Regions from separate parts of the Sus scrofa genome. Here region 1 is linked to region 2. The links are chromatin contacts, called in public HiChIP or PLAC-seq maps. All regions are on one chromosome and are shown on one strand. Each heading gives the region's core, a stretch centred on a gene start, on an enhancer-like site or on the middle of the called end of the contact. The rest is flanking DNA. Distances are from core to core; before and after follow the strand shown. Region 1 overlaps DIP2B (disco-interacting protein 2 homolog B). Region 2 holds the start of DIP2B (disco-interacting protein 2 homolog B).

The links. HiChIP or PLAC-seq counts read pairs in DNA pulled down with a chosen protein or histone mark.
Region 1: an H3K27ac HiChIP or PLAC-seq map of alveolar macrophages shows a contact between it and region 2. The contact joins the enhancer-like site here to the promoter of DIP2B in region 2. A contact is called at or near these places in 2 of 5 promoter capture datasets (fetal liver and liver), 35 of 47 Hi-C or Micro-C datasets (adipocytes, adipose tissue, alveolar macrophages and 17 more) and 2 of 2 datasets of contacts at active chromatin or transcription factors (alveolar macrophages and skeletal muscle).

Annotation. Positions count from the first base shown.
Region 1 is chr5:16,477,791-16,482,817 of Sscrofa11.1, forward strand. The region is part of intron 1 of DIP2B (disco-interacting protein 2 homolog B); the gene reads left to right. Among named protein-coding and RNA genes, the nearest start is that of DIP2B, 110 kb to the left of the region's middle. Within about 2 kb of position 1,276, at least 10 of the 83 cell types and tissues checked have an H3K27ac peak or open chromatin away from gene starts, as enhancers often do. A contact at or near this core is called in alveolar macrophages, where this site is marked.
Region 2 is chr5:16,370,234-16,374,949 of Sscrofa11.1, forward strand. It overlaps DIP2B (disco-interacting protein 2 homolog B), which reads left to right and starts at 2,794. Exons shown (of 39, transcript XM_021091658.1): 1 at 2,794-3,047. The coding sequence starts at 2,948.

The DNA.
Region 1 (5,027 bases), core at 26-2,525, 110 kb after region 2:
GATATTGGAACTTTCGATAGCCCAGAGCCCACGCTAAGTATTTTTAATCACAAATAAGAACGTTGCAAAGTAGGTATTATTATTCCCCATTTTCAGACATGGAAGCCAAGGCTTATCAAGAAGGTAAGGGCAACTTGTCTGGAGTCAGATGGCCCAGAAGCGGTAAGTCTGTGCTCCAGGCATGGCTGTGTTTAGCTCTTAGGTTCCAAACCACAGTAGGTGCCACCCCCCAGTGTAAATACACACTCCCCGACCGGCTCACCCACCTGTGGGACTATTCCTCCTGTCATTGCTGACCTTTAAGAGGCTCAGGTTGGCTGGGGGGCTCACACACACCCCCTTCCAGCCCCTCTGGCAGCCTGTCTGGAGATGATCTGAGGGCCGCCTGTGCCAGGCTGTTTTCATTGGTCCCAGGTGGCAAAGAGAGGCATTGGGAACGGATGTCCTTTCTGTTCCGCCCCCCACATGTAACTTCGGTAGGTATGGTATCAGCTGTCAGATGTGGTGGTGCTGAAGCAGCTAGACCATCTCAGGGCCCTTGGGTCTCCAACGGCTTAGGGCTGGACTCTTGGGTCCCTATCTTATCAGGCTAGGTGCCTTCACACCTGCCAGGTGCTGCAGACCCCAGGAGGTGGCTACTTTTCTAAGTGTTCTCTTGGGTGGAGCAATATGTTACCCTAGTGGGAGGGGAAGGCTAATCCTCCCCATATTTGTTTAGTTCTCAAAAAACTTGAACAACAGGTTTAACTTAGCTCTGTGCCATTTAATGCAAATTTTATACAGGTATAGTTATGGCACTCCTTTTCATTTTATGTGCCAGATGGCAAAAAATCTGTTGTGAGTAAGAATGCCTGTGGTGTGACTTGTGTCTGTGAGCTCAGGAGGCTCCGTGTTCTCCCCGGAGGCCGTGTCGCCGAGACAACCTTCTCCTCTAGTGTCCTTCTGGCTTTAAGTCAGCAGAACCGCCCAGCACACTCCAGACAGGATTCTCCAGTGCAGCCGTTTGCAAACTTCCTGATTTTTAAGCCTTATTGGAAGGCACCTGTTAGAAATGCGGGTATCTGGGTCTCAATCCAGACTTAGTGACTCAGAATCTTCATGGGAGGCGCCTGGGAATTTGTATTTTTACAAAGTTCCTAAGATGATTCTTAAAAATTGGGCAAATTTAGAAAGCACAGCTTTAGTGCGGTGAAAAGTGCTTAACTGCAGGTGGTGGGAATGCTGAGACACAGGCTGTAGGAGGCAGTGACAGCGGTGTGGGTAACACATCCGGTCACGTGAAATAACGGAGTTCTTTCTGTCTGGTCCTGCTCTCTGGCTATCTGGTGGAGTCCCTTCGCTCTTAGTGCCCAGCGATTTATGTACTATTCCTCTCTTGCTTTTCTGGCCACCTTTGAGGTCTAGCTGTCGGGTTTCAGTAAACTTTTGGTTCACTAAATTGCTCTCCTTGGGTGTTCTAGCTTCTGCTGACGTAAAGATCTCTTTTTCTCCCATTTCCAGTTTTCCACCTGAGCACGCATGTCTTTCTGATTTATTGTTCTCTCACTGCCTTCATTTTACCAATTCATCCAGCACTCATTCAAGTGTCTGTCGTGCCAGGCTGTAGGCGGGCTACAGAGATGAATAAGACACAGTAGCTGCCTTCAAGTGCACAATGTAGTAAGGACACAGATGTGTAAACAGATCATTAAAATACCAGTGATGTGCTAAGTGCCATCATGGAAGGGTATGCAGAGTTGTAGGGGCACCAGGAGGAAGTGACCATCAAGTGGTGGCCAGCATCACAGAGGAGGTGACTTTTGAGCAGGGTCTTGTACTCAGAGAAAAGGGAGGGGGATATTTGTAGGTGACATCACTGTAGTCCTCACATCTCTTTGCAGAGTGTCTTCTCCTAGGTCTCTTTAGTATCTGCTTGTTTATGGAATGAATGGAGCTAATTGTCATGGCTGAATTAGATTCTTTTAATTGATTTTTTTCTTTTTTTTTTTTTTTTTTTTCTTTTTTAGGGCCACACCCGAGGCATATGGAGGTTCGCAGGCTAGGGGTCTAATCAGAGCTATAGCTGCCAGCCTGTGCCACAGCAACATGGGATCCGAGCTGCGTCTGCGATCTACACCACAGCTCACGGCAATGCCGGATCCTCAACCCACTGAGCAAGGCCAGGGATCGAACCCAAAACCTCATGGTTCCTGGTTGGATTTGTTTCCGCTGAGCCGTGACGGGAACTCCAAATTCTTTGACTTGTTTCGAAACCCGAGGTGGTCGGTAGTTGATGTTCAAGATAACAAGTCTAGCGGTTTGTCCCACGACGACGCTTTATAGTGAACAGTGTCAGTGAGCCCTCTAAGCACTGAAAAAGCTTTTAAAGGCCTTTGACTTTATCAGATGTGTTCTGAGCCAGCAGTGCTGCCCTTCAGGGAGTGGGGAGCATGTGTGTGTGTGTGTGTGTGTGTGTGTGTGTGTGTGTGTGTGGAGTGTGGAGTGGAGTGGAGGTCGGGGAGCTTATAAGTGGGAAATGGAGAATGCTTTATTCTTTTGCAATAAAAGACATAATTTCCTGTCTCTAAGGAAGGTTTCCTTGATAGGCTCCTGCATCTCTGTTAGTTTTCTGCACTGTTAGGGATTACCTAAACTCTTTAGTTTGCTAATTTGACAAGGCTTGGTTTTTATTTCCAAAAATGCACTGTGGGTTTCTCTTATTTCACTAGAAAAATAGAGATGAAGAAGGGTCATTGTGATTAAATCTGTATGGTCTACTAAATAGTCATGATTGCAGTCTTAAAATGTTTATTGTTTCTTGAAATAATGGATGCTCATTGTAGAAAAATTAGAAAATACAGGCAAGCAAAAATGAAAAAAAAAAAAAAAAAGGCAAGCTAAAACCAACCTATAATCTTGCAAGCCATAGCTGACCACTGTTAATATTTTGGTGTATACAAATGCAGAATTCTCTTATGTATAAGGTATGTCTAAAATATTGTTATTCTAAAAATTGAATATGTCTAAACTGTGTAAACTCTTCAATATCCTGCCTTCTTTCCTTCCTTTTATAATGTGACCATGTTAACAAATATATGTCTATTGAACCATTCGTTCTTAACAAGAAAAAAAAACTTGATTGTTTAGATTATGCAGGTCATTCAGGCTTGGCTTTTTTTTTTTTTTAAATCAAACTCTATTAAAGTATATAAAACAAATGAAAACCCCCATAATCTCATTTCCCCCAATAATAAATTGTATAGATATAACATTCTGGATTATTTTCTCTATATATGCAAACATACCTATTACTATATATGTAATTATCTCACACAATTAGATCCTGTTACACCCACTGTTCTGCAACTTGCCTCTTATCCTTAATAGATTTTAGGCAGCTTCCTGAGCCAGTACTTTTGGAACAGGTGCATAATATTGTGTGGATCAGGGTTTCTCGTCCTCAACACTGTTGACATTTTGAACTGGATAATTCCCTGTCTGGGCCTGTCCTGTGGTTGCACGATGCTTAGCATCCTGCCCTCTATCCCTTAGGTGCCAGTAGCACCCCCTCCTCTAGTTGTGACGAAAATGTCCCCAGACATACATGGTCAGTTGTCCCCTGGAGGGAAGAGTCATTCCTAGTTGAAAGCCACTGATACAGATGGTCTGTAATATAAGCATCTACAGCCCTTCCAGTTTTTCCATTACAAAGAATGGGTCAGAGAATATTCTCATGTTGATTTTTGTGTACCTCTGTGAATTTTGTCTTTGAATAATTCTTAGAAGTGCAGTTGGTGAATTAAAATTTTGATAGAAATTGCCAAATTACTCCAGAGATTGTATCAATTTATTTTTCAACTGTATCCTGAACATGCCAAAGCTATATCTCTTTCTGAAGTTCTAGATCCATGTAGCCAGCTGTTGATTGGACATCTCTTCTTATATGTCTCATAGGCCTTTCCTAAGCTCAACTCTTTGTCTTCTTCAACCCACCAAACATATACCTTTTTTTTTTTTTTCTTTTTTTCTGCTTTTTAGGGCCACACCCGAGGCATATGGAAGTTCCCAGGCTAGGGGTCAAATTGGAGCTACAGATGCTGGCCTACGCCACAGCCATAGCAACGTCGGATCCTTAACCCACTGAGTGAGGCCAGGGATGGAACCTGCATCCTCATGGATCCTAGTGTTGGGTTTGTTAACTGCTGAGCCATGACAGAAACTCCAAACATAACACTTTTTTTTTTTTTTTTTTCCATATGTGCAGCATGCGGAAGTTCCCGACCAGGGATTGAACCTTTGCCACAGCAGTAACTGGAGCCAGTGACAGCTAGTAACTGATTCAGTGACAATGCTGAATCCTTAACCCCTGAGCATCAGGGAACTCCCAAACACATACTTTTTGCTGTGTTTCTCTGTCAGAAAATATCATGGTAACTGCCTGGTCAAGCCAGGCCAGAAGTTTTCTCCACTCCACACTGAACCAGTCATCAAATCCTATCCACTCTTCCTCCCTAGTCTCTCTCTTAATCTACTCACTGCTTTTCATCCTTCTCCCTCTCTTTAATATAAGCTCTTATTAACTTGCCCAGATGATTGTAGTGGCATTGGGGCAAGAACTAGTGTCTCTGGCTTCTATCCTTGATCCCATTTTCTTTGGAGAAAGTGACTTAATGTGCTCTGTGATCTGCGAATGTTACTTCCCTGCTAAAGCCTTTCCATCACCATCCGCTCCATCAGTCAGATGCTGAGGCCAACATAGATGACATTCACCCCTCGGGATTTCAGATTTCTGTGTCCATCAAAGTAGGCTTTTTCCCTAAGGTTGACTATAAAATAAGTAATAAATGTTGTAGGTTTGAATATTTAAATTACTTTTTATGCTAAATTTTTACTTTTTTTTTGGCCGAGCCTGCAGTATGTGGAAGTTCCTAGCCCAGGGATCAGACCTGCGCCACAGCAGTGACCCAAGCCACTGCAGTGACAACACCAGGTCCTTAACTCACGGAGCCACTGGGGAACTCTGCAATTTTGACTTTCTTTCTTTCTTT
Region 2 (4,716 bases), core at 1,544-4,043:
CCGGCGGCTACAGCTCCAATTGGACCCCTGGCCTGTGAACTTCCATATGCCACAGGAACAGCCCTAACCTAAGAAAGACAAAGAAACCAAAAAAAAAAAAAAAAAAAAAAAGGTTTAAACCTATTTTCTCATATAACAGAAAGGAGAAGTCCACTATGGGTGGTGGTTCCAGGGTTTGCTATTTCAGCAGATCAATTCTGGCAGGTTCTAGGTAATGTCTCTTCACTTCTCTTAGCTCTCTCTTTACAGTGCCAAGGTGACTGCTGGTACCCTGGACAGGACAGCATCCAAGGACAGGAAGGAAGTGAAGAGACATTCTCTCCTTGTGCATCTCTCATCAGGAAGGAAAATCTTTCTCAGCCCGCTCCCCTTCCATAGTTTCCTCAGTGGCTCACACACCTGCCAAGGAGGGTGCAAAAGTGAGTATTTGGCATATTCAGCCTCAATAGGGGTTGGTATGCTGTCCTGAGAAAAAAACAGAGAGGGAATTCCCATTGTGGCTCAGCAGTAACGAACCTGACTCGTATCCATGAGGACATGGGTTCCGTCTCCAGCCTCGCTCAGTGCGTTAAGCATCTGGCAATGCTGTGAGCTGCGGTGTAGGTTGGCAGCCACAGCCCCAACTCGACCCCTAGCCCAGGAATTTCCATATTCCACACATGCAGCCCTAAAAATAAAATAAATAAATTTTTTAAAAATACAGAGAGGGCCATTGAGAGGGTAAACAAGAAACCTGCTAAGGCCCTGCTTGTAGTAAGTAGTCTACTGCTGTGTAACAAACCCGCCCAGCAGTGGCATGAAAGGATGCCCATTTTATTATGTTCACAGGAATCTGGAAAGGGCACCTCAGAGACCAGTTGTCTTTGCTCCACATTGTTTGGGACCTCAGCTGGGAAGACTTAAAGGTTCATGGGCTGGAAGCATCTGGAAGTTCTCTACCCTAGGCTACATGGCTAAAAGGCTGGACTTAGCTGGAGCAGTTGAGCAGAGCACCTAACATGGCCTTCTATATGGCTGGCTCCCTGCATGGCTGCTGGGTCCTCGGAGAGCGTGCCCTGGGAGGGAGGGTCCTGAAAGGGGGTCTCTGTAGAGGGAGAACCAAGAGAACCAGGAGAAGCTGTGTGCCTTTCTAGGACTTAACCTCAGAAGTCACGTGGTATCATTTGTCCCATACTCTATTGGTCAAGGCAGTCAGAAGTCCATTCAGATTCAGGGGAGGGGACATAGCCCTTGCTTTTTGATGAGAGGAATGTCAACCATTGAAAAATTGCTGGAGTTCCCGTCGTGACGCAATGGTTAACGAATCCGACTAGGAACCATGAGGTTGCAGGTTCAATCCCTGCCCTTGCTCAGTGGGTTAAGGATCCGGTGTTGCCGTGAGCTGTGGTGGAGGTCACAGATGCAGCTCGGATCTGGCGTTGCTGTGTGGCTCTGGCATAGGCTGGCAGCTACAGCTCTGATTAGACCCTTAGCCTGGGAACCTCCATATGCCGTGGGAGAGGCCCAAGAAATGGCAAAAAGACAAAAAAAAAAAAAAAAAATTTGCTATAGTCCTCACGTAAACCAGAGGACATACACATCTATTCCACAGATTCTCCTTACATTGCTGCAGTTAAAAGGAAACTGCAGCCTACTTTTTATTATTTATTTATTTATTTTTGTCTTTTTGCCATTTCTTGGGCCGCTCCCATAGCATCTGGAGGTTCCCAGGCTAGGGGTCTAATCAGAGCTGCAGCCGCCAGCCTACACCACAGCTACAGCAACTCAGGGTCAGAGCCGTGTCTGAGACCTACACCACAGCTTATGGCCACGCCGGATCCTTAACCCACTGAGCAAGATCAGGGATCGAACCCGCAACCTCATGGTTCCTAGTCGGATTCATTAACCACTGAGCCACAACTGGAACTCCCCAGCCTACTTTTTAATCAGCCATGATGTCACATTCCTTTTTTTCAACCTGAAATTCTTTTCTCGACTTAATTTTTTTTTCCTTTTTCAGCCTATGAATGATATAATTCTGTCTGGAAACTACTAGAGAATAGATGCTGAGGTCTTACTCTCAGAGGATCAGTTTTGAATCCACAAGGAAGGGAAGGGAAAACACTGGAATTCCCTCAAATTGTGCAGGGGAGTTTTGGCATTGAAAAAAAGTTCAATACTATTAAAGAAAGACTATGGATGACAATTTAAGGCATCTGTCCCAGTAGCTCCTGGTGAAAACACACAGGTGTCTGGATCCTTACATTGAATTAAAATATTAATACTTTTAGAACACTTATTAAGTCATACGCCCAGTTGGATAATAACAGAAAGAAAAAATTTTCCTCTCGCAAGTGATTAGAAGTCTAGGCGGGAGGAGGCGGATTCTCCCTCCTTTGCCTTAAATGCTAGAACTGAAATAGAAACAAGGAGCTCAGGGTAAATGGGATGGGGAAGCCCCAGTGAAAGAACTGGCCTGCATTCAAGTCCTTATAAAGGGTCAGGTGTCAATCGGGGGGAACGGAGGAAGGGACGAGACAACGGCATGCACTACTAAGTGAGGATAACTTGAAAAAGCAAGACCTAGGGCCCCTGAAAACGCCTTGCTTGAGAGTCTGTAAAAGGTAAACACTACTTGTTCACATCGACATCAACACGGTGAGCCCATTTCGCCTGGGAGAAATCTGGGGGACGGGTTTAGACGCGTCGTTTCAGAAGTCTCCCAGTAGAGGGCGCCGTCAGCCCGCGGGTCCTCAGCATGACTGGGCTGCGGAGGCGGAGAGTCCTCGGCCCGGGGGCGGGGCCGTCGCGCTCACGTGACCCTCGCTCATGGCGGCGGCGGCAGCGGCGGCGCTGGCGGCGCTCGGCGGCCGGAGCCGGATCCTGTAGCCGGGGTGTGGGCCCGCGTCAGTCCGTCCCTCCTTCGGCCCGCTCGCTTGTCTTCCGGAGTGTGGCTGGCAGAGCCGGGATGGCGGAGCGAGGCCTGGAGCCGGCGCCGGCTGCGGTGGCAGCACTGCCGCCCGAAGTGCGGGCGCAGCTGGCGGAGCTGGAGCTGGAGCTCTCGGAGGGTAGGAGCCGGGCCGGGGGTGGGGAGCCTGGCCGGGGGTCGGGTTGGGCGGTCGGGGGGTCGGGCAGGCGCCCGGGCGCCGCTGCGGATCGCTGGAAGGGGAGACCAGGTCCCCGCCGCGCGCCCTGGTGGTGGCGCGGGCGGAGGGGAGGAGGGTTCCGGAAATCTGGCCGGGGCTCTGAGGGGTCGCTTCTCTCCGCTCCCACCCTGGGCAGTGGATTTCCGCGTAGTTCATTGTGTTCCCTGGGCGGGGGTGAGGAGGGGCTTGGGGGGAGAGGTCCTTCCCCGGCCCGGGCTGCTGCTGCGCTCCCTGCCCCCCAAAACCCGAGACAAAGCTGAGCCCTCCCGCTCCTGCCGGGGCGTCGGGGCACGGTGGGGGCGGGGTGGGAGTGAGGCCACCAGCAGGGTGGCTGACAGCCTTCTCCAGTCCTCCTCTCCCCTTTTCGAGGGGAGGGCCCCACGCCTGTTTCAGCTCCCCTTCCCCCCTTCAGCAAATGAGAAAGACACAGGGGAAATCCGCAGCATTTCTTCTTCCTTCTTTAACAATGCGAGATGCCTCCCCCGTGACAGGAGTGAGGTGGAAGCAGGGTGGGCCGTTGAGGGTCCTAGGGAGGCCAGAAGCTGTGGCCTTAACCCAGAGAGAGACACCGGGGCTGCTTTTAGACCACCTTTGTCATAAAGATTTTTTCCTGCTTGCCTGTATTCGGACTGAATTTTCCGCATCTAATCCACCTTTTGGAGTCTTTGAAGAGAGGAGAGAGGTGGCTCCCGGTTACATGCAAATCCTGACCGGCACCGGCTTTCTTTTGACAATGGATTGTTACCAGGAGGCTTGGATTGGTTTTGAGAATTAAAAGAATGGAATAAATCGAGCCACTATTCTTGGAGAAGTCCCTGGACGGCAATGAGAGAAACGTTGCTCTGTTGTGGGCATGTGATCAGGCTTCTTGTGCAGTTGTGATCAGTTCTCCATAAAGTTCCTGTTTTTATCACAGGCTGCCTCTGAGACAAAAGCAGCATTTTCCTCCAAGCTTGATGTCAGCCCTGTGGTAGCGTCCCCAGAGCTGCATATTCTTATTGAGTTCTTTGCCAAAAGCCCTCTTCACAAGCGTTTTTCAAGTGGATTAAACATTGCTGATTGGAAAAGAAGAATGTGACAAGTTCCCAGGAGAGTTCTGACTTTTTGTTTACTTATCAGGGCATTCTCTCTCCCACCCCCCAGTCCTTTGCAGGGAAAAGCCAGAAGTAGATTGGAGTGTTATAAAACCAGTTGGGCATGGAGGGAAATAATTATTTGTAATAACCCTGTTAGGTTTTCCCAATGTATAGGGAGGTGCTGTTTTCATTTGCACTTAATAATCAACGTGTTATTTTTCAATTAATCAGTTGGGAAGTTCTTCTTGGGCCAGACCCCAGAAACAGTTGCGGTGGTGGATGAGTTTGTTTCTGTGAAGTGTTCAGGGCATTGCCATCTTGGTTCTGTCTCTCAAATTACCTCATTTCTCTAAACTGAAGCATTGTCATTCAATCTGTGATGGCTCTTATTCAAATCGGACTTTTAAACCAGTTAGTTTATAGTAACAAATCAGCCTATCTTTGATGAGCCAGAGAAGTTTGGCTGGAAGTTTGCGTCAGATGAGATTAAAAATAGGAGTTGATTGCTTTTACAT